Linked DNA regions of Mus musculus: regions 1, 2, 3, 4, 5 and 6 are each linked to region 7. A link is a contact called in public HiCAR-type, HiChIP or PLAC-seq and promoter capture Hi-C data. All regions are on one chromosome and are shown on one strand. Each heading gives the region's core, a stretch centred on a gene start, on an enhancer-like site or on the middle of the called end of the contact. The rest is flanking DNA. Distances are from core to core; before and after follow the strand shown.

Region 1 (2,700 bases), core at 2-2,501, 1.9 Mb after region 7:
GGGTGTGGAGGCCACCTGGAAACTGCTGACCCATTGCCCTTGCTTCAGGTCAGGTGGTGGGGCAGTTTCTGATGGCAGGGCAGTTTCTGACTAGCTGCCTGAAGCCTGGGCTTTTAGGCCTAATCTCCTGAACTGCCAATTTGAAGCCGGTCATGGAGTCAGCCTGTCTCATCCAGGGTAGCTTTAGGAATGTAATCTAACAGTTTTAGGGAGAGAGAAAAGTAAAAGCCTGTAGACACCATGTTTGCTATGCTCAGGCCTGCTATCGAGCCAGCCCTTCAGAGAGCAATTGAAGAAGATGCTGGAATTGAAGAAGATGCTGTTGACTTCTGACCTGGGGGTGGGGGGCGTGCACGTGTGCATGCATACACACACACACACACACATGAATAGATAAGACATTTTTTTTTTTAAGTAAAAAGATGAGGCTGGAGAGATGTCTCAGCAATTAAGAGCACTTGCTGCTCATACGGAGGCCCTGGGTTCAGTTCCCTAAGTGCCTATAACTCTAGCTTGAGGGTCTCAGATGTTCTTCTGCTTCCTGGCTAACGTACTTATCTATGGGGAGTGGGGGTGGGGTGTGTGTGGAGCGAATGCTGTCACGGTTCTAAGAATCAACCTGTGTAACAGATGGGGTCAGAGAAGGTCACTCTCCCTACTTCCTCTCCCACCCCCGCTCAGTCTTCTCACCTATCGACTGTAGATAACAGCAACAGTCACAGATCCATGGTTCCAGGATTCCCTGGAATGCCAACAGTAGTGGGTGTGTCAGTCCCTTAGATGAGATGGCAAACAGCCACAGAAGTTGAGCATTTCCCTCACCCCTGTTTACTTAAATCATAATTTAAGCTTACTTTTGACTCCTAACACAAGGAAAGGGTTAAGAGACTAAATGTATTGTCTAGGAAATCCTGGTTAAAAAAAAAAAATTGGTCCATGCTCACTACAGAGGGGCTATCGTTGCACATGTGGCTGCAGTGTGATTCTGGTGTTTGTAATATATTTGCTCTGGGGGGGTGGCTGAATCCAGGAATGGAGAAGCCGTGGGCTCAGAAGTCATGGAGACGGAGCACCCACGACATTACTGAACATCCTCTTTTTACACTATCTCATTTGTTCTTTACTTAAACCACATGTGGCAGGAATTTCTGTTCTTTTACACATTGGGATTTGAGGTCAGGACAGCTCTGCAACTTGTTCCAAGGTACCTAGTCCATGCCTGTGGGTGGCCAGAGTCCATGTGGCCACAGGCTTTGCCAAGTGTTCTCCAGGTCTCTGTGGCCTGTTTCTGTAAGCCTGATTCTTACTGGGTTGTCGACCAAGTGTCCCACGCCCAGCATTTCCCACGCTTGGTGGCTATAAATAGCTGTTTTGTGCTGGAATAAGTCAAAGCCTTTTTCCCTCAGGACTGCAGAAAACACCCCACAGAGGGCCTGCAAAACACAGCTGCCCGAAGCGAACATAAGTAAGCTCGTAGCCATTCCCCCCTTCTTCTTGTGACATTTGAGAGCATCCCAAGCATTCATTTGGGAAGGCTGTGCTTTATAACTGATGTCACCCCTGGGTAGTCACAGACAGTATGATCCAAGAGGTCCTTTTGGGGGGACTCTGGTGACTTTCCAAAGGAGCTTGCAGCCTGGGAAACATCCTCAGAAAGAAACTGGTCCTGGAAGAGTTCGTAGGAGAACAGGACAGGCATCTGGGCTAGCCTGGTCCACTGCACAATGAGTGGGCTAGCCTAATCCACTGCACATCAAACATGGCCAGCCGCAGTTTCCTCTGCTTCCTGAGGATAGTTCTAAGTTTGCCATGATGTTCTTTCCATCTTTCCATGGCTAGAGGCAAGTGCTAACCATCACTTCTCTGCTGCTGGCCGTTGCAGAGATACTCACCTAGAGGGGCGGGGGGGAGGGGGGGTGGTACATGGGAAGTAAGCAGCAGGCCTCAGGGGAGCAAGCTCTATCAATGCAGTGTCTTTTCTCAACTTGTTTGTTCTGAGACAGGGTCTTCCCACAGAGCTCTGATTAACCTCGAGCTTAGGGTGACCCTCCTGCTTCTGCATACCTGCCCCCCCAAAACGTTAGGATCATAGGCATGAACCACGATGCCTAACCATTCTAGACTGTCTTTTAAGTTTTTTTCTTATTTATTTTGTGTGTGTGATATGTGCGTGCCACAGCATGTGTGGAAGCCAGAGGACAACTCTCAAGAATCTTTTTCATTTGTTTACCACACGATTCCTGGAGATTGGAGCCAGGACATGAGACATGTAGGCCCATGTCTTTACCCAGTGAATCATCTTGTCTGTTTCCATACCAGAGTGTACTAATGATAGCTTAGGTACAAGAAGGAAATGTGAAAATCACCACATGAGGGGTTGGAGAGATGGCTCAGCGGTTAGGAGCACTGACTGCTCTTCCAGAGGTCCTGAGTTCAAATCCCAACAACCACATGGTGGCTCATAACCTCTGTAATGGGATCTGATGCCCTCTTCTGGTGTGTCTGAAGATAGCACACTCACATAAAAGAAAGAAAAGGCAATCACCTGGGAGGAAAGTGGTTATCCCCGGGGTGTTTTCAAGGACATCCTGGCACTGCCCTGTTCACCTGCTTCCCAAGGCTGCTCTACCACAGACAGCAGTAGAGTCTCACTCTGAACACTACATTCCTGAGTCACTGGAGTCTGGGTGTGTCACGTGA
Region 2 (2,700 bases), core at 101-2,600, 1.6 Mb before region 7:
GTTTAGATTCACAAATTTTATGTGTTACTGGTCAATTTTGAAGAGACTTTACCACAGTGACTAAGGGGAAAATTCTATTGTATCATTTGACTTGAACATTTGTAAAAGTCTTGTCTGTGGTGTTTCTAAATTGCTTAAACCATACATTCTCTTAAGGATTTTAATTTGCTTTTGTTCTTTTCCAACAGTCATTTTCTGGTTTTGTCTGTTACAGTAAACATTTTATAGACCTTAGGAATTGTCAAGTTCTTGAACATTTATTTTCTTGAGTTGATCACTTAACTCTTGTGTATGTGATTTGTCATAAACAATTAGAGCCTTTCACTTCTTCACTACATGAATTTCAGAGTAAACACTGTGATTCTACAGAGCAGATTCCATAGGCGTTCCAATATTCTTAACTGTTACACAGTGCCTGTCACTTTGAGGGCACATAAATACTAGGATGGAAAATAAAACGTTGTTTTGATGTTTGTTAAATAACAAGATTACAGAATATCTGTGGGGTTTTTTTTGTTTTTTGTGGTCAGTGTAATAAAGAATTTTGCATTGATAAATATTCTCTAGGAATGTGTATACATTCATCTAGTGTGAACTCTTGTAAATGAATTTTGTATCTTGAATCACGTATATATTAAGTGTATCATCAATATAAAAATAAACATTATTTGCTTAAAGTTTTGTGTATTTCTTTAGTATTGACAGTTGTTTCCTTGTTTGGGGTAAATCTTAGGCGCTTTAGCTGTCTTGAGTTACAGATTAACGCGTATAACTATTTTGTAGATTGAGATTACTGTTTATAAAGTATTTGTTTTCTCCCTAACTGGTTGCTACAACTGGGACAAGAGGAAACTGGAATAGATGGAATCAACAAAACAGGCTGGGGTTGCTTCTAGGGCAGGACTGAAGTTGCTATAATGTACAATGCGTAGCTTGAAACTTGAGAAATACGAAAATCTTACTTGGGCAGAACTAGGATAAAAGGTTCTAGAAACTTCTTTCAGTTGTATGAAACATGATCGACAGCAACTCGGATTGAGAGGTGCCCGGTGTCGTTTTTTTGAGCATAGACTTTCCTGTAGCCCCAAAGCTGGCCCTGGGGTACCGCACGCCACGGGGCTCCTCCCTCTTCAGAAGGGAAGGTGCCGATCCAGGGCGGCCAGATTGCGGTGCCTCTCGCTGACGTGTCAGTGGCCGGCCAACACAGGTAGAGGTGCCCGCGCCCGGTAGCCGTTTCAGCCCAACGGCACAAGCACCCCCGCTTGCGCGCCGCTGAATCGCACACGGGCGCATGCGCGCGCTGAGAACCAAGCCGACGCGCTGCCACTTCCGGCGCGCGGCAAACGTGCGGTTCCGGGTCGGTGCTCGGCTCGTCGGCCTGAGGTGGGGGCCAAGCGCCCTCGAGAGTCCGCGGAGGCGTGGCTGCTCCCACACAGCAAGTGCACTACTGGAGTCCCTGGACGCAAGTAGGCCTCCCTCTCTCCCATGGCCTCCGGCGCTCTACCGCGAGGTGGGGACACAATGGACCCCAACCCAGGGCTGGGGACGGTGCCAGGGGACTCGGGGCGAAGGCTGCCCCCTTGGCCTGGGGGTCTGGAGCTGCCCTGCGCGACCTAAGCCAAGCCGCCACTCTTTTCAGGGGCGCAGTCTCCCTACTGTCAAACAGAGGTTGAGCCCCTCCCTTGGTTGACAGCCCTAGTAGGGCTGCGCCTCCAGAGCGAGCCAGAGGGAGTGGGATCCAAAACGCGGTGACCTGCACCTCTGAACCGTAACCATCTGTCAGAACTTTGCTGTCGTTCTAGCAACTTAGTGCGAGTAAGGGCTCAGGGACCAGACCACAAGCCTGACCAGCTGTGAGAATCGGCTGAAAACTAAATATTGTCACTGGGAAGCCGGCAACTAATTCGAGATGTTTTGCTCAGAACTCCTAGGGAGACATGAGTGTTGGCACCAGTGCTAGAAGAAATTCTTTCTGCTTAAAGGTGGAAATTCTTAGGCTGCCCACTGGGACTGAGGAGCGTCTCACTGACAGTAGTACAATAGTGGCCAGGTGTATTTGCCCACTTATTCAGCCCTGCCCCCCCCCCCTTCTTTTGTCCCTCTCCCGCTGAACGTTTTCATCCGGCACTTGAAATATCCAACCTATTTTATCTTTGTTTTTACACAGGGCAGTGACTTTGACCTCCATACTCTTTTAAATATAGTAGATAAGACAGGTGAGTACAGTGGTTTACAGATATTGGGGGTAAAGTTTTGAAGGATTTCATAGGCTTAATGGCTAACCTGAAGTGGTAAGGCGTCATCTGTCATCTTACAACAGAGTGTATCCTGCACAGACGTGAAAAGATAAGGTTGAAACAGAACAGTAGGAGTTTGCTTTATTTTGTTTTGTTTTGGTTTTTGTTTGGTTTTTTGTTGTTGTTGTTGTTGTTGTTGTTGTTGTTTTGGTTTTTCGAGACAGGGTTTCTCTGTGTAGCCCTGGCTGCTGTCTTCGAACTCTCTCTGTAAACCAGGCTGGCCTCGAACTCAGAAATCCGCCTGCCTCTGCCTCCCAAGGGCTGGGATTAAAGTCGTGAGCCACCACCACCCGGCCTGTTTTGTTTTTGAGACAAGATCTCACTATGCAGCCTTCCCTGGCTGACCTGGGGCTGTGTAGACTAGACTTGCCTTGAACTCACAGAGATCCTTTTGCCTCTGCAC
Region 3 (2,700 bases), core at 179-2,678, 1.7 Mb after region 7:
CAGGGCTGGGAAACACTCAGGAGCCCCACCTCAGATACAGGCATTTGGGAGTAGTAGACCCTTCAAGGCCATACAGGGGCAGTGGTGGGGTGCTCTCCATTCTCCTCCTGCTTCCGCACACTGAGGATGAAAACCTGGCTGTAGGGGTTCCACCAATGTATTAGTCAGGGTTCTCTGCAGTCACAGAACTTATGGGTAGTCTCTATATAGTAAGGGAATTTGTTGATGACTTATAGTCTGTAGTCTGATGCCTTGAGGGTCAGCTGCCTCTGACTCTAGCCCTAAGGCTTCGCATACACTATAGGAATAATTAGTTTCTTAAGCCTGGAGGACAGTCTGAAGGACCAGGCACCAGGTGATCTTCTGTAAATCAAACACAGATTACAGAAAGTGTGACAACCAATGGAGAAAGACAAAAGGGAAAGTTATGCCTACAGGCCCGGACAGGCCTTAGCCAGGCCAGAGGTGATCTAGGCTCTGAGAAGCAGGAACCTACAATGGAAGGTGGAGAGCACGGGGCACAAGGTCCCTGAGAAGGCTCTCCTTAGCAGCACAGGAAGGGCCTGCCCTGCCCTGTTGGCAGGTGCTAACAGCAGCAAGGTCACATGTGTGGACAGTATCATCCCACAGCTGTGTAGCTGCACCACTGCCTAAGAGCAAGATACAGGTATCACCAGGGAGTCTCTTAAGCCACTTTTCTTCTCTGGGCCCTTGTCTGGCCAAAGGGGCATTTATGTAGTAAGGCTGGGGAAGTACCCAGGGGGCAGTGAACATGGCTAGAAGCTCTCAGGGTGGCACTGCACACCACTGGGACCAAGCCAGCTCACAGCCGGGCAAGCACAGTCTACTAAATAAACGGTAGCGGGTTCCGTTGTTTCTGCCCTGCCCCTCTACGAGAAGGCCTGGCCTGGTGCCGTCTAGCCTCCTGGACTCCAGCCAACCATACCATAAAGGATTCTTACTGGAGGGCAGGCTGTATTTGGTCAACATTCATGTTTTGTTTAACCACACAGTATATGACATTTTTAAATTTTGAATCAATTGCCAACATTTAAAGATGCGAAATTTTCAAATGTCACAAAAACCAAGTTTAGAACTTTCTCTTCCATGCCCAAAGTTCTGCCACCAAAGCCCAGCAGCCATCTCTGACCCCAGAAGGACACAACCCTACAAACTGTTGAAATTGTCACCACAGCTGTGAAGCGCCTCAGCTAGGGTTCCTATGTCACATGGGCAAAGCAGGGCCCACAACATACCAACCCTCTCCTAGGGTCACAGTGGGTTCTGACACACAGCAAAGACCTGCCAATGTGTGTGGATAAAGACTAAAACGGCAGATAAATAAGGTCAGCCCCAGCTTTACCCGCCCAGGATATCCTGATTGCAACACTGCTTCCTTGCAAAGCCCTGCCCCCAGCCAGTACAAACTGATTCACTTCGATCCTAGGCCCCTCCCACAGGTGGGTACTCTGACAGCAGGACATATGAGTTGGTAACGTTCAGCCTGTGTGTAGGTCTCTGAGATCATTCACTGTATGACCTTTGTTTAAAGGCTAGGCCTTTGGAGTGTCCAGGCAAGGTTAGCAGTGATCCTGGCATCTCTGCAACTCTGGCCAAGCCAAACAAAGATCCCCAGGACTTCTGTCAAGCTGAAAAAGAGAATTCAACAGCAAGAACTCACAAAGGCAAGGTTTCCACCGATGCTGCTTGCAGGACGCCTGCCCTGCTTTGAAGCTGGTAACCAATTCTTCCCTCTTTCTTTCCACTAAATGAAGCTCCACGGGGTTTTCAAGGTCAGAGCTGCATTGGCAGAGGCGGTTCTCTTTGTTCTTCTACCTCAGACTTGCCCCAAACACAGACAATTGTCCCCAACAACCAATTCCTGCTGGGTGGAGACAAGGACCAGGCAGGTGCTTCCTGTGGCCCCAGGAGTCCTGCTCTCCTGGATACGGATTCTCTGTGGGCCTGGCTTCCTGAAACTCCATCTCAGCATGTAGTTTTGGGAAGAAACAGCTGCGAGTCCCCAGAGTATACCCTCAACCCAGGGAGAGGTCAAGGCTCAGGATGGGCTTGGTTCCTTGCTGGTGGCTGCGGGTGTCACCTCAAAGCCACTCTCCTCTCTATTTCAGTCTCCTTACTTGGAAAACAAGAAAATAAATATCCAATTGGAGAGATTCAACCTCCTAATGAGATCCAGAGGAGCCGTGGGAAGCATGAAGTGCCCTGCCAGAGTTATTATCCCAGCACCTGGCACGGTACACGGCGTGCAGTAGGTGCTCAATGGGTATGCAATAGGTGCTCAATGAATGTGTGTATTTGGCACTTGGGCTGTCTATGAGAGGTCTGCCCTTCAGGAGCTACAGAGACAATGGTCATGGGCAAGGATTTGGGTCTAACAACCTCTACCTCTGGCCTAGTTCAGCAGTGGCCAGGCCCACATGAAGGCTTCACTTGCACATCTGTGTCATCAGTGCCAGGGACCTAGAGATGCTGCAGGACTCTATGTGTCGTGCTCTCTTGGACACTCAGTAGTTCTTACCCATGGTTAAGAGAACAGCCTACCCAACCCAGCCGAGAGGAGATGCCAGCCAGTCCTCAATAGGCTGTGTCCACCAGAGGACTTAAGAGCTGTGAGGCTGGCAGTTCTTTTGTACTAGCCTCAGGACCTTAGATAAGTACAGCAAGCCCTCTACACCCTTT
Region 4 (2,766 bases), core at 172-2,671, 1.8 Mb before region 7:
TATTCATTTCTTCCTCTGAGCTCCAGCCACTATGGTATGGCTCTTCCACAAAAGCTCCAAATAAGCTTAGAAATGCATCAGATATCTTCCATACAACTTCCCACCTTCCCAACTTTGCTGTGTTTTTGTTGTTGTTGTGTTTTTTTTTTTTTTTTTGAGACAAGGTCTTCTGGTTGACCTGCAACATGCTACATAGACTAGGCTATCCTAGAACTCACAGTTATCCAGCTGCCTCATCACTGCTGTGGTCAAATATGTGGTACACTATGGTCAGGTTAATTCTGAATCCTGTGTCAACCCATCCTCCTTACTATGCTGGAATGTTTTCCTTAAATTATCACTTTCTAACATGCTCTGAGTAATTTATTATATTTGTCGGTTATCTCTAACAGAATTAAATTGCAAGTTGAGGACAGATTTTTTAATACATTATTTTTTATTATTTTATTTATTTTGACTGCAAATATATTTCTGTACCACATGCACACAGTGCCCAGAAGAAGGTGTCTGATCTCCCGTAACTGGACTTGAAAGCAGCCACGTAGATGCTAGTAATAGAACTTGGATCCTCTGGAAGAACAGCTAGTGCTCTTAACTAATGAGCACTCTTTCCAGCCCCAAGGATAGAGATTTTTGTCTATTGCAGCCATTGGTTATTCTAACTGCCTATAAGTGTATCTGTACTTTGTTGCTATTCAATATAGAGTTGTCAAATGGACCAATGTTAAAGCTATAGTAGGTGTCAAGAACTGTTCTTGGCACTGGGATACGACAAAAAAAAAAAAAAAACCTTTCCGGCCCCCTCCTGGAACTCACCGGATTAAGTCAGTAGCCTGTTTTTCAGTCTAGGATCCATCTTTTCTGTTTCCTTTGAGATTTTGGGGCAAATAACACATGCAAACTTTGCATTCTTACAGTCTTACAAGAATTGAACAGGAGAAAAAAAAAGTGCCAGTATTTGTACAGAATGTGGCATAAGAAATGCTTTATTGTTTGTTTCTTCCCCCACCCACCACCCACCCCACCCCCCAGCCAGAGAACCGGTGGTGTTAAGTTTGTTTCAAATGTTGTCTAGGCCAGGTCTTCAGTAGTCCTGGAAAGGCGGTAACAGTAACTCTTAACTTTAACTGAAGATACTTTACAGGGTAGGAGTGAGAGCCAGGGAATTCTTAGTTAACCACTTCATGGTCTTCCTTAGAAAAAGCCTCATTTGAGGTGAAGTCTGTTGCCAAGGATAGGAAAGGAAGAGCATTTTACTAAAACTACAAATCCCAGCACGCCCCGCGGCAGAGAGCTACGGGTCCCAGTAGGTTTTATCAAAAGGACCTCCGGGTTCTCTTGGAGATAGATCCGTGGCCCGGAATTCCGCCTGAGAGAGAGAGCGGAACGGGTCAGGCTTTTACGTCGCTTCGCAGACGCCACTCACGGATCGGACGTGACGTAAGGAGGGTTCCGGATTCGGCCTCCGCCGCTGCCTCCGCTACTACAGCCGCTGCCGCTGCTGTCGCCGCGGCTTGTTCTTCCTAAAATGGCGCCGCTGGATCTGGACAAGTATGTGGAGATAGCGCGGCAGTGCAAGTACCTTCCCGAGAACGACCTGAAGGTGAGCCGGGCCGGAGGCCGTCCAGCTTGCGAGGCAAGCCCCTTCCGGCTGCGGGGCTCCCGCCGGCCCGCCCTTCTCCCTCGGCGGGATCCCTACCGGGCGCCCGATCCTGGCGCGGCGGAGGGCGCTCCGCGGTGCGAGAGGACCGGGTCCGAGGCGGCGTGACGCGGAGAACCAGGGGAGCCCGGATCCCCCGAATGCTGTCCAGTTCTTTGAGGGGAGATCCCGGGGGATGTCACGATCCCCTGACCCTCACGGGACTCCGAGCTTAAAGACTCTCACTCTAACTCGCTCGGCCTCCCGGAGACGGAGCCGGGCCGAGCGGGTAGTGCTCCCGGGATGGGGTCCTCCCAGCAGAGGTAACAGGAGCCGCTGTCTGCTCCAGGGACGCGGCCGCGGTGTGTTTAAGTCCCTGAGAGGTGGAAGCCGGTGGGCGGGATCGATGCGACCATAATGGGAGAGAATGACAAGTCGCCTCAGCTTCACCACTCCCCTAAATTGCTTCTTAGGAGTGGTAGTTTTCTTCTGATGATTTGGATGTGGATCTCATTTCTTAGCCCGTTGTTGAGCTATTTAAGTGAATAAGCAGTTGCTTATCAATAAGTTCAAATGTTTTTATGACCTCTGAGCTGTTCCCCTGTAACTCAAGGTGTCGTTTTCTTGGTTTTCCAAAGGAGGTCTTACTCAGTTCAGGCTAAGTTAATGCAGTAAAGAAGTAAGCCGTTGGTGTACCACTGTTATCAACCGTATTTTGTTTCTGCAAAAACTAGTGCTTAGGACCACGTTGGTGTTTATCCGATGGTTGCTAATGTCTGTTTTATTCCGTTAACTTTGATTTGCTATGTAGTCAGTCACTCTCGATCATTTGAATTTTTTTTTCATGCTGTTTTTGTAATATTTTTAAGCCACAGGCTTAAAACAATTTTTTCAAGAAAAAAATTGCCTTTTTCCTAACGAATTTTATTTCTCTTGTGAAGATTTTGCTCTGTGTCTGTTTTCTTGTCTCATCTAGTACATGAAGTTTATATTTAAATCAGCCAACAAGTATGCAAAATGTTTAAGACCTCAAGTGTTGGTTGTGTGAAAGTACATAGCTTGTAACTTACATACTGACTGCCTGTGTTACATGATTGGTGTTCATATTCAGCCACCTGAATCAGGCA
Region 5 (2,700 bases), core at 44-2,543, 1.8 Mb before region 7:
TACATTTGTGAAAAAGTAGTTATCTCAATATTTGGGATACTATCCACTTGTGGAGATTTGTGAGATACGTCTCATGCATTTTATTTGCTATTGTGTGCTGTGTGTGTGCAGGTGTGTGTGTCATGTGCATGTGGAGGTCAGAGAGTCATCGAAAGCGTTCCTCTGGGTTTGAGGACAAGCCACAACATCAGGCTTGAACAGCAAGCACCTTTTACTCTGCTGAGCCATATATCTGCCACTACATTGTTGGTGTGTGTTTTAACAAAATGTGTTCTAATAAAATGAAAATGGCCCAAGAGAAAGTTTTATGCCTTCTCCCAAATGGAAGGAATGAACTTAGAATCTGCCAGACAGATTTGCATAGATCTTAAGAATTAAATTCTTCGGGTGCATTACATATACATCTGCTATATTTTCAAAGATAGCTTTTTGTTAGAGCAGAATAGAAAAGATTACTAGTATTAATTGTATTTACATGCTTATGCATGTAATGTTTTGCATGCTTAGGTCTGTCAAAAAATGCAGTGAAATTTTATACCAAAAATGATTAGCTGGTTAGATTTTTTAATCATCTGGAATGGCACAGAATGGCTAGCTTATACAAGAAGCAGTTCTTTTTAGGCTTTTCAAAATGGAATACATTCCTTGTGGTTATTGTAATTGGTTCTTTTTGCAATGCTGTTTGTTGTTGTTGTTTTTTTTTTCGAGGTAATTAAAGAAATTCTGCTTTCTTACAAGCTTGCATCCAAGCTTAGGATCTTTCCTGCAGCCAAACTGCTTGATCCCTACAATTTGAGACCGAGTCCCTTTTGAAGGGTGACATTAAGCCGCATTCGAGGTGATTCAGAAGACTATGAGAGAGAGAGCTGCTTTGCCCTCGAACTTCTGAATATATCTGGAGAAAGTGCTGCGCTTGATTTTGGTTCTGGAGCAGTGCGGAGGCGGAGGAAATAGCAGGTGTCTGGGAGGTGTCAGGGATGCAGGATGCCAGCCAAAGAGAACCTGCAGGCAGGTGTCTGGCGCCGGAGATGTAAGTCCCCGTTCTGGCACACGGAGGCGCTCAGGGCTCCTCTCGCTCTGCTAGCAGTCTTTAAGGCACCTCTGCCGCCACCTGCAGTCTCAACCAAACCTCGGGGTGGGCCACGCGGGACATGACGGCCTAAGCACCCAATCAGCGGTCGGATTTCTAGATACCCTGCCGTTGTGGCCAATAGAAACCGAGGAGAGGCGAGGAGGGGACGGGCCCGAGCCCCGCGGCAAGCCTGGCCGGGGCGCAAGGCCCTCCTCCTGTCTCTCCGCCTACTCCAGCCTCCGCCGCTTCAGCTTCCCGAGCGAGCCCTGCGGCCGCCGGAGCATCTCCCGCGGCGGAGCAGGAGCCGGATGGTCAGAGGAGCCCGGCAGTCCCAGCAGCCGCGGAGTCGCCTGGCCCCCAGGTGGGGTGGGCTACGTGGCGAGGCGGAGGCTAGGGGCGAGGGGCCCAGAGAGCGGGCCTGGGGGTGGCGGCGGTGGTGTCTAGGCGCCGAGCCCTGAAGGGGCGGGGGTACAGGCACTCAGCATCTCGGGGGCGCCAAGGGAGAGCAGCTCTCGGGGCAGCGAGCGAGGGCGCGCTGGGCGAGAGCGGAGGGCGCGCGCCCCACCGGGGAGCCAAGGAATGCGGGGAACCGGGTCTGAGGGGCGGGGCCGTGTCTGAGGGGAGCTAGGGGGGCCTGCGGCTCTGGGCAGACAATGAGGCCGACCTGGCGGGTGGTTGGGGGAGCCGAACGTTTGGGGCAGGGAACCGAGAGCATTCGGGGACTAGTGAGTCCCAGGCGCTTGGTCGTGGGAGGGAAGGAAGCCCTGCCTGTGGGGTGTCTGTAAGGTCACGGGTAGGCAGAGCCAACCTGTGGTCAGCCTGTGGCCCCCCGAGGGTGGTACATGAAGTGCCCCACAGGCAAGGCAAGGCAAACGGTGTGTTGTCTTAGTTACGGGTCTCATTTGTTTGGTCTGTAGACTGTCTGGCACAGTGGAGAAACCACCCCGAAAACGGAAAAGCAGGTAAGGCAAATGCCTTCCTCTCTAGCTTCGTGTTTTTCCTGTTTGCTTGGCTGCCCCTGTGCTGCATAATTACGTGGTGAGTAGATAAAGTTTCTTATTTAGGTCCTTTTTTTAGTAAATTCGACAGCATGGAAAGGTATTCCCTTTGAGAACTTCAAATTACCACCACCTCCAACCCCTTGCAGGTATATGATACGGGAAATGGGGAAACATTAAGAAAGCCCCACTTTCGACTTTAGTCTTAATTTCAACTTTGGCATCTCTAACGGAGATTGTCATTGAACAGCTACTGTGTGCCAAGTGTCGTATACAAATTCTGTGTTATTTTCTGTGACAGTTTTGCAAAAGAGGGAACTGAACCATAGAGTAGCCAATACTTAGCAAACAAAGATCACACATGTAATAAATGATAGAACCAGGATTTGAATCCAGGTTGTCTGAATGCAAAGTTTATGTTCTTTATACTGTAATGCTTCTAATACATACACAGTTGAACAGAGTCCCACTCCTGGCTTTCTCTCTCTTTCTTTATAAAGTCTAATAAACTGAGATGCTTAATACAAAAGTAGTAACTAAGGACTTACATAGGCCGCAGACAACTGAATTTTTCCTTAGGCAATGAAGAAGAGTATTCATCCCACAAATATGTTTTAGTGTATTTCATTT
Region 6 (2,700 bases), core at 56-2,555, 2.0 Mb after region 7:
TTTTTCTTTTTCTTTTCTTTTTTTTTTTTTTTTGCTGGTTTCAGGCTTTTTTCTGCCTGAGTGGAGATGAAACATCACTCCTCCCACAGATGGGAAAGAGGTGCAGGTTGGGGTAAAGTGAGGGACACCCGATGCATCACACGTGCATCACGCCGGACGTTGTGTTGGGGGTGGGGGTGGGAGTGGACTCTCTAGGCTCCCACTCCTCGGGTCGGCGCACGCCACTTGCCTGCGCCCTAGGCCGCCGAGCTCTGCAGGGGCCAGAGGCGCGCACCCCACCCGACACACCCGGACAGAGCAGCGGCCGGGTCTCCTACAGCGCAGGGCGCCGCCCGCCCGCCCGCCCGCCCGCGTGGTCCCGTCTCCAGCGCAGCAGACAACACACACCCGGCCTGCTTTTGCGGATCAGGTGGGTCCCGCCGGGCGTCTGACACTGAAGCCACGCGAGGGCTTCAGTGGGGAGGAGGTGTGGGCGAGCGGGAGCGCCGCTATTCCGGCCCAGCCCTACCTCGGTCCTTGCTTTTGTCCTGGTCACTCGATCATTTCCTCTGTATCCACTTCTGAACTCTAGGCTCTGTCCCACCCTGAACAGTGTCGCTGCATCTGTTTGCTTACTGGGGTCTCCCGCCACCTTCCCTCGCTATCCGAATAGCTGATATTCAGGGCAGCACAGGGCAGCACAGGGCAGGGCAGGGCAGGGCAGGGCGAGTAGGGCAGATCAGATCCTGGGACCACCGGTACTAACCAGTGAGTGTAGAAAGCAGGAGGTGTCTTTTCCTACTGTAGTTAGGACAGGGCGGGTTGGCTCTTCTTATGGACAAGATGGAAAAGGGGTGCAGGTAGGGGCAAAGTGAGAGACACTCGAATTTGAGAGACAGACAGACTCCTAACAGTGAAGGAAGGACCAAGCCAAAATCAAGCCTGGGCAAAGTCTCAGGCACTAACTTTGCTGTGTTGGGTGATGGGAGGTAATCTCGTCACAACTTTTCAAACCACCTCGTTCCCACTGCAAGGAGACACCATCAAGTGTTTGAAGATGGCAGGGGAACCTCTCAACAAAACACACACACAAACGTTTTATTATTTTATATTTATTTTGCATGCAAAGTACTGTGTTTCATTATGGCATTTTCATACATATGCGATTGCACAAACTCTTGAAAATCATCCAAGAAACAGCAAAGCGGGAAATAATGTTGTGGGGGGGGGGCGCGGAGGAGAGAGAACAGAGACTGGAGAGAGTGCTGTCCTCCTTGCTGCGGGGGCCAGGAAGAGGCTAGGAGGGCGGGGATGTCAACGCCACTAGCTCCTCCCTCAGGAAGGACCCCAGGGACTCTTATTTTTGTAGTTTTGCTTGTCTGGGCCACTATCGGCCCCAGAACAGATCTGACTGCCTCTTTCATTCGCCCGGAGGTAGATAGGTGTGTCTTAGGAGGCTGGAGATTCTGGGTGGAGCCCTAGCCCTGCCTTTTCTTAGCTGGCTGACACCTTCCCTTGTAGACTCTTCTTGGAATGAGAAGTACCGATTCTGCTGAAGACCTCGCGCTCTCAGGCTCTGGGTAGGCAAAGGCGAGGGGGCTCGCCATGGCTCGGGTTGTCCAGGGATTGGGGCATCAGGACTACGGGAGTCTCTGCCTTTTGATAGTGCTTCCTTACAGTTATTTTTGGGAGTAGTTGCTTCTTCCTGATGGGAGCCGCGTGCGGGTCCAAGCTATCTTTTGCAAGTAACAGGTGTCTGGTGACTAAATGCAGGGCTGAACACTTCACTTGGGATTACCTGGTTCCAGGGACTTTGAGTATTGGCGCAGGCCCCAAATGGCCTAGGAGGGGTACCTGGAGACCCTGGCTCCTGCTCCTGTGATCTTACTACATAGAACCGATTCTTTTATTTCTACTTTCTGTGTTAGGAACGCCCCAAGAGGATGTTTTGGGGAGGCCTCCTGTCCCCATTCCCTGTGATTAGGGTCAGTTTTCAGTGGAATGCCTGAGATCAGAAGGCGGGAGATCAATTGATTACTGTCAATGGCCCCCTGTGGCTAAACTTTACCGGAAGCTTTCTCAGTCACAGAGCAGGAAAGGCCGCCTTGCACTGGCCATACTGACTCTGAGCAGCCATTTGCCCGGTTTCTGACACTTCTGAGCCAGGGGCTGACCATGGGTTTTATTCCCTGTGCACTTCTGGGTCTTGGTGAAACTTTTAGTGTACATGGGTCTCTTAGGTTCCCCAGCCTAACAGGATAAGCTTGGCACTGTTGGCTGGATTTATAGAGAAGGAAATCAAAGTTGGGAGAAGCCAAGTCACTGGTTTATGGGTGCTCAGGGTTTGGATTGAATCTGAGGTTGGAATGCACTCCAGCCAGCCTCTAAGGCTTGTGTGCTTCCTGTTTGTTTGTTTGGAGTGTGTGGTTTTGTTTTGTTTTGTTTTGTTTTGTTTTGTTTTGAGACAGGGTTTCTCTGTGTAGCCCTGGCTGTCCTGGAACTCATTCTGCAGACCAGGCTGGCCTCGAACTCAGAAATTCCCCTGCCTCTGCCTCCCAAGTGCTGGGATTAAAGGCGTATGCCACCACAACCTGGTTGCTCACTTTCTATTCAGCATCTCCCACCATGGCAAGAAAACGACTAAGGAACAGATGGCATGACTCTGGGGGGAAGGGCTGGGGAGAGTGGAAGGGAAGAGGTAGTGGGTGGGGCTGAGCATTT
Region 7 (2,745 bases), core at 134-2,633:
AATCCCAGCACTTGGGAAGCAGTCAGATCTCTGCGTTTGAGGCCAGCCTGGTCTACAGAGCTAGTTACAGGCTAGCCAAGGCACCAGAAAACAAAACAAACAACAAACAGGTGGGGCCAATGGATCTTTCACAAAAAAAAACAAAATGCAAAAACTAAAAAGCCGATCTTGTCACACTTGCCAGAAGCTTTGTGTCACTGGAGCTGCAGTTGTAAGCAGTTCAGTCTATGATTCTGCCTGGACCTTTCAATTGCTGGGTTCACAGGGATGCACCATCACATCTGCATTTTTTTTTAAAGATTTATTTATTTATTATATGTAAGTACACTGTAGCTGTCTTCAGACACTCCAGAAGAGGGCATCAGATGTGAGCCACGGTGTGGTTGCTGGGATTTGAATTCAGGAACTTCAGAAGAACAGTCGGTGCTTTTAACCACTGAGCCATCTCGCCAGCCCCACATCTGGATTATAACTCATGTATATTTAAAGCTTCATTAGAGAAATTTCCATATTCTAACTTACATACAGATTATTATCATGGATGTTGCTGAACATTTTGTTTCACATTCAGTTGCACATCATTAGCATAGATTCACAATATTAACCTTTTAGGATTACTTTGATAAATTAACTATAAAACTAAAATGCTTTTAAAATATCAGTTATCATACAGCCTGGCATATTTGTTTATAATTGTTGCTTTTCTCATCCTTATTTTCAGTCTTTCTTCATAATTCCTACCTTACAGGTTGCCATAAGTCCTCTAACAAATATTGAGTTATAATTCCAAAACTTGTAAAATTTGATCCTTCTCACTTTTGAGGCATCTGGGATTTTAGATGAGGTAGGTGGGTTTGCCAAACGTTTTCACTTTGGTCCTGGTTTTTGTAAACTGGAGAATTATTTGCTAATCTGGTTAGTATCTCACTACAAAGAGAGTAAAGTAGACTGTAACATAGATGAAGCAGGTTCTGCTCTATGGATGATAAATTTAACGTTGGCTCAATCTTGCAAGCCTCCTGGTCAAGGCTTAGATGTGCAGGGAGTTTCCCATAAGGCCCTTCGTCTTGCCTAGTCCTCGCATCATCTCCCACAGTACTCTGGGGTTCCTTTGTCATGTGACGAGGGTGGCTTTCTTCTTCAGAGGGAAACTGATGCGCAGTTCTGGTGGCCGGGCCACTACGCTTCCCTTCTGCCCCAACTCCCGGGCTTGCGTAATCTCGCGTGAAGTGAACAGTATCTTCTCGCGAGAGCTAAATCGGGATCCCTCCAGGTCCGCCTCCGTGGTGAGGAGGAGGAGGAGAAGGAGGAGGAGGAGGCGGAGGGAGGGAGGAGGAGGAGGCCCCGTCGCGGCCTTCGCCGCCGCCAACGGGGCTGTCCCTGTAGCTCCCGATGGAGTTTGAGGCCCTGAAACCGCCGCCGAGCTCTGCCCCGGCGAGACGAGGCGCCTCCGTCGCCGAGCCGCGCCGTCGCGGGGCCCCCGGGAGCGGCCCTTAGCGACCCCGCCCGGGCCCCTCAGGTAGGGCGGGGGCGGGCAAGATGCGGCTGGGGCCCTGGCCCGGCTGCCGGGTCCTCAGAGGTGGGGCGGGGAGCTGTCTCTGCCCGGCGGCCTGTGCACGGTGGCCGCCGGTACCCCGAGGGTTGGGAGTCGCGGGCCGCACCTGACACGACAGAGAGGCCCCTCGCTCTGGTAGGGCTTTTTGATGCGAAGCGAAACGCTCAGATGGCCACCTTTCTCCAGCACCGGCTGAAGGGACGCCTCTGACCACTGAGGATCCCACCCGAACAGAGGCCGGCTTCCTTCTTTGCTTAACCCATGTAGGAAGAGGGGCTTTCGAAAAGGTCCCCGAGATCAGGTCCTGTCTTAGCGTTTTCTTTTCAGCCCTTGGGCTTACCGAGACCACAGCGCTGGGATGGAGGCGATCTGAGTGTTGTAAATAGGGACCCTGGCTAAACAATGCCCAGGGAGGGCTTAACCTCCCTGGAGGGAGATGGCTGGACCAGGGGATGTGACTAGGAGCGATGGCATGAAGCACAGCCAGGGAATTCTGCTATAGTTTTCTTTCCCCCTTTCTTATTATTTTCCTTGGGGGAGCCTCATAAGGAGACTCTTCCACCATCTTAGGAGAATGGTAGAAAGCATCTTTGTTTCTAAGAGAAACAGCTGTACTTTTCTGTCGTTAGGAAGGAGATAAGGGTAGCTGTCATTTCCATCCTTGAAATCACCAGAGTTTTTAAGATACTGGCAGACACAGCCTTCAGACCAAAATAGTCTAAAGTAATCACAGACATTAAGTATTCAAATTCAGTGATTCTCAACCTGTTTAGATTTTTGTTTAAGCTCCACCTCGGTTCTTTTTAATCCCACTGTCCTCCTAACCTTAGGACCCTAAGGAATTTCTTCTCATCTTGACCCACTGTAATTAGAGTTGACTTTATATCCCGAATAAAGTGTTAAAAGTGTTTTACAAATCTTCCTGTCATTTTTAGTAGTCAGGCTTTAAAGTTCCAGTAAAAACTTGGAGTTAACCAGAGAAAGCTAATAATGGCACACTAAAGTGATATTATTTGACAGAAGGAAAGAAACGAATGTTCTAGTTGGTGGGTCTAGTCTCTTTGTGGTTAACTTGTATACACAGCCTAAGACTTGGACTCATTAAGAATAGTTTGTAGATTCCTGTTTTTACCTTTTATGTGGTTAAAAAACTACATCACTGATCTGACATCAATATCCATGTTAAATTG

What was found. Promoter capture Hi-C pulls out the DNA fragments that hold promoters and counts their contacts. HiCAR-type assays count read pairs that join an accessible place to other places. HiChIP or PLAC-seq counts read pairs in DNA pulled down with a chosen protein or histone mark. Capture Hi-C pulls out chosen DNA fragments and counts their contacts.
Region 1: a promoter capture Hi-C map of the 3T3-L1 cell line shows a contact between it and region 7, with 10 times the contacts expected there. The contact joins the enhancer-like site here to the promoter of Rc3h2 in region 7. A contact is called at or near these places in 1 of 39 promoter capture datasets (the 3T3-L1 cell line), 1 of 484 Hi-C or Micro-C datasets (B cells) and 3 of 115 datasets of contacts at active chromatin or transcription factors (acute myeloid leukemia, embryonic stem cells and large pre-B cells).
Region 2: a HiCAR-type map of astrocytes shows a contact between it and region 7, with 4 times the contacts expected there. The contact joins the promoter of Golga1 here to the promoter of Rc3h2 in region 7. A contact is called at or near these places in 6 of 39 promoter capture datasets (the 3T3-L1 cell line, cranial neural crest, frontonasal cranial neural crest and 2 more), 2 of 484 Hi-C or Micro-C datasets (CD8 T cells and LSK cells), 3 of 115 datasets of contacts at active chromatin or transcription factors (astrocytes, cardiomyocytes and thymic regulatory T cells) and 2 of 9 other capture datasets (adipose tissue and liver).
Region 3: a contact with region 7 is called in an H3K27ac HiChIP or PLAC-seq map of embryonic stem cells, with 4 times the contacts expected there. The contact joins the enhancer-like site here to the promoter of Rc3h2 in region 7. A contact is called at or near these places in 2 of 115 datasets of contacts at active chromatin or transcription factors (both in embryonic stem cells).
Region 4: a promoter capture Hi-C map of liver shows a contact between it and region 7, with 5 times the contacts expected there. The contact joins the promoter of Ppp6c here to the promoter of Rc3h2 in region 7. A contact is called at or near these places in 6 of 39 promoter capture datasets (cranial neural crest, hematopoietic stem and progenitor cells, hippocampal neurons and 2 more), 2 of 484 Hi-C or Micro-C datasets (CD8 T cells and regulatory T cells), 3 of 115 datasets of contacts at active chromatin or transcription factors (astrocytes, differentiating embryonic stem cells and regulatory T cells) and 3 of 9 other capture datasets (adipose tissue, liver and pancreatic islet).
Region 5: an H3K4me3 HiChIP or PLAC-seq map of embryonic limb bud shows a contact between it and region 7, with 5 times the contacts expected there. The contact joins the promoter of Scai here to the promoter of Rc3h2 in region 7. A contact is called at or near these places in 3 of 39 promoter capture datasets (cranial neural crest, hippocampal neurons and liver), 2 of 115 datasets of contacts at active chromatin or transcription factors (astrocytes and embryonic limb bud) and 3 of 9 other capture datasets (adipose tissue, liver and macrophages).
Region 6: an H3K27ac HiChIP or PLAC-seq map of embryonic stem cells shows a contact between it and region 7, with 4 times the contacts expected there. The contact joins the promoter of Ggta1 here to the promoter of Rc3h2 in region 7. A contact is called at or near these places in 3 of 39 promoter capture datasets (the 3T3-L1 cell line, the C10 cell line and embryonic stem cells) and 3 of 115 datasets of contacts at active chromatin or transcription factors (embryonic stem cells, large pre-B cells and pancreatic cancer cells).

What each region holds. Positions count from the first base shown.
Region 1 is chr2:35,507,427-35,510,126 of GRCm38.p6, reverse strand. No RefSeq gene overlaps it. Among named protein-coding and RNA genes, the nearest start is that of Gm35260, 3.9 kb to the right of the region's middle. Within about 2 kb of position 1,251, at least 102 of the 459 cell types and tissues checked have an H3K27ac peak or open chromatin away from gene starts, as enhancers often do. A contact at or near this core is called in B cells and embryonic stem cells, where this site is marked.
Region 2 is chr2:39,064,191-39,066,890 of GRCm38.p6, reverse strand. It overlaps Golga1 (golgi autoantigen, golgin subfamily a, 1), which reads left to right and starts at 1,350. Exons shown (of 23, transcript NM_029793.2): 1 at 1,350-1,510; 2 at 2,168-2,216. Scai (suppressor of cancer cell invasion) reads left to right here. Exons shown (of 18, transcript NM_178778.3): 18 at 1-677.
Region 3 is chr2:35,679,184-35,681,883 of GRCm38.p6, reverse strand. All of the region lies in intron 3 of Dab2ip (disabled 2 interacting protein), which reads right to left. Among named protein-coding and RNA genes, the nearest start is that of Dab2ip, 59 kb to the right of the region's middle. Within about 2 kb of position 1,428, at least 195 of the 459 cell types and tissues checked have an H3K27ac peak or open chromatin away from gene starts, as enhancers often do. A contact at or near this core is called in embryonic stem cells, where this site is marked.
Region 4 is chr2:39,225,004-39,227,769 of GRCm38.p6, reverse strand. Ppp6c (protein phosphatase 6, catalytic subunit) reads left to right here and starts at 1,421. Exons shown (of 7, transcript NM_024209.3): 1 at 1,421-1,603. The coding sequence starts at 1,529.
Region 5 is chr2:39,189,323-39,192,022 of GRCm38.p6, reverse strand. Scai (suppressor of cancer cell invasion) reads left to right here and starts at 1,293. Exons shown (of 18, transcript NM_178778.3): 1 at 1,293-1,433; 2 at 1,990-2,034. The coding sequence starts at 1,381.
Region 6 is chr2:35,460,054-35,462,753 of GRCm38.p6, reverse strand. It overlaps Ggta1 (glycoprotein galactosyltransferase alpha 1, 3), which reads left to right and starts at 1,305. Exons shown (of 8, transcript NM_001145821.2): 1 at 1,305-1,559.
Region 7 is chr2:37,421,541-37,424,285 of GRCm38.p6, reverse strand. It overlaps Rc3h2 (ring finger and CCCH-type zinc finger domains 2), which reads left to right and starts at 1,383. Exons shown (of 22, transcript NM_001100591.1): 1 at 1,383-1,519.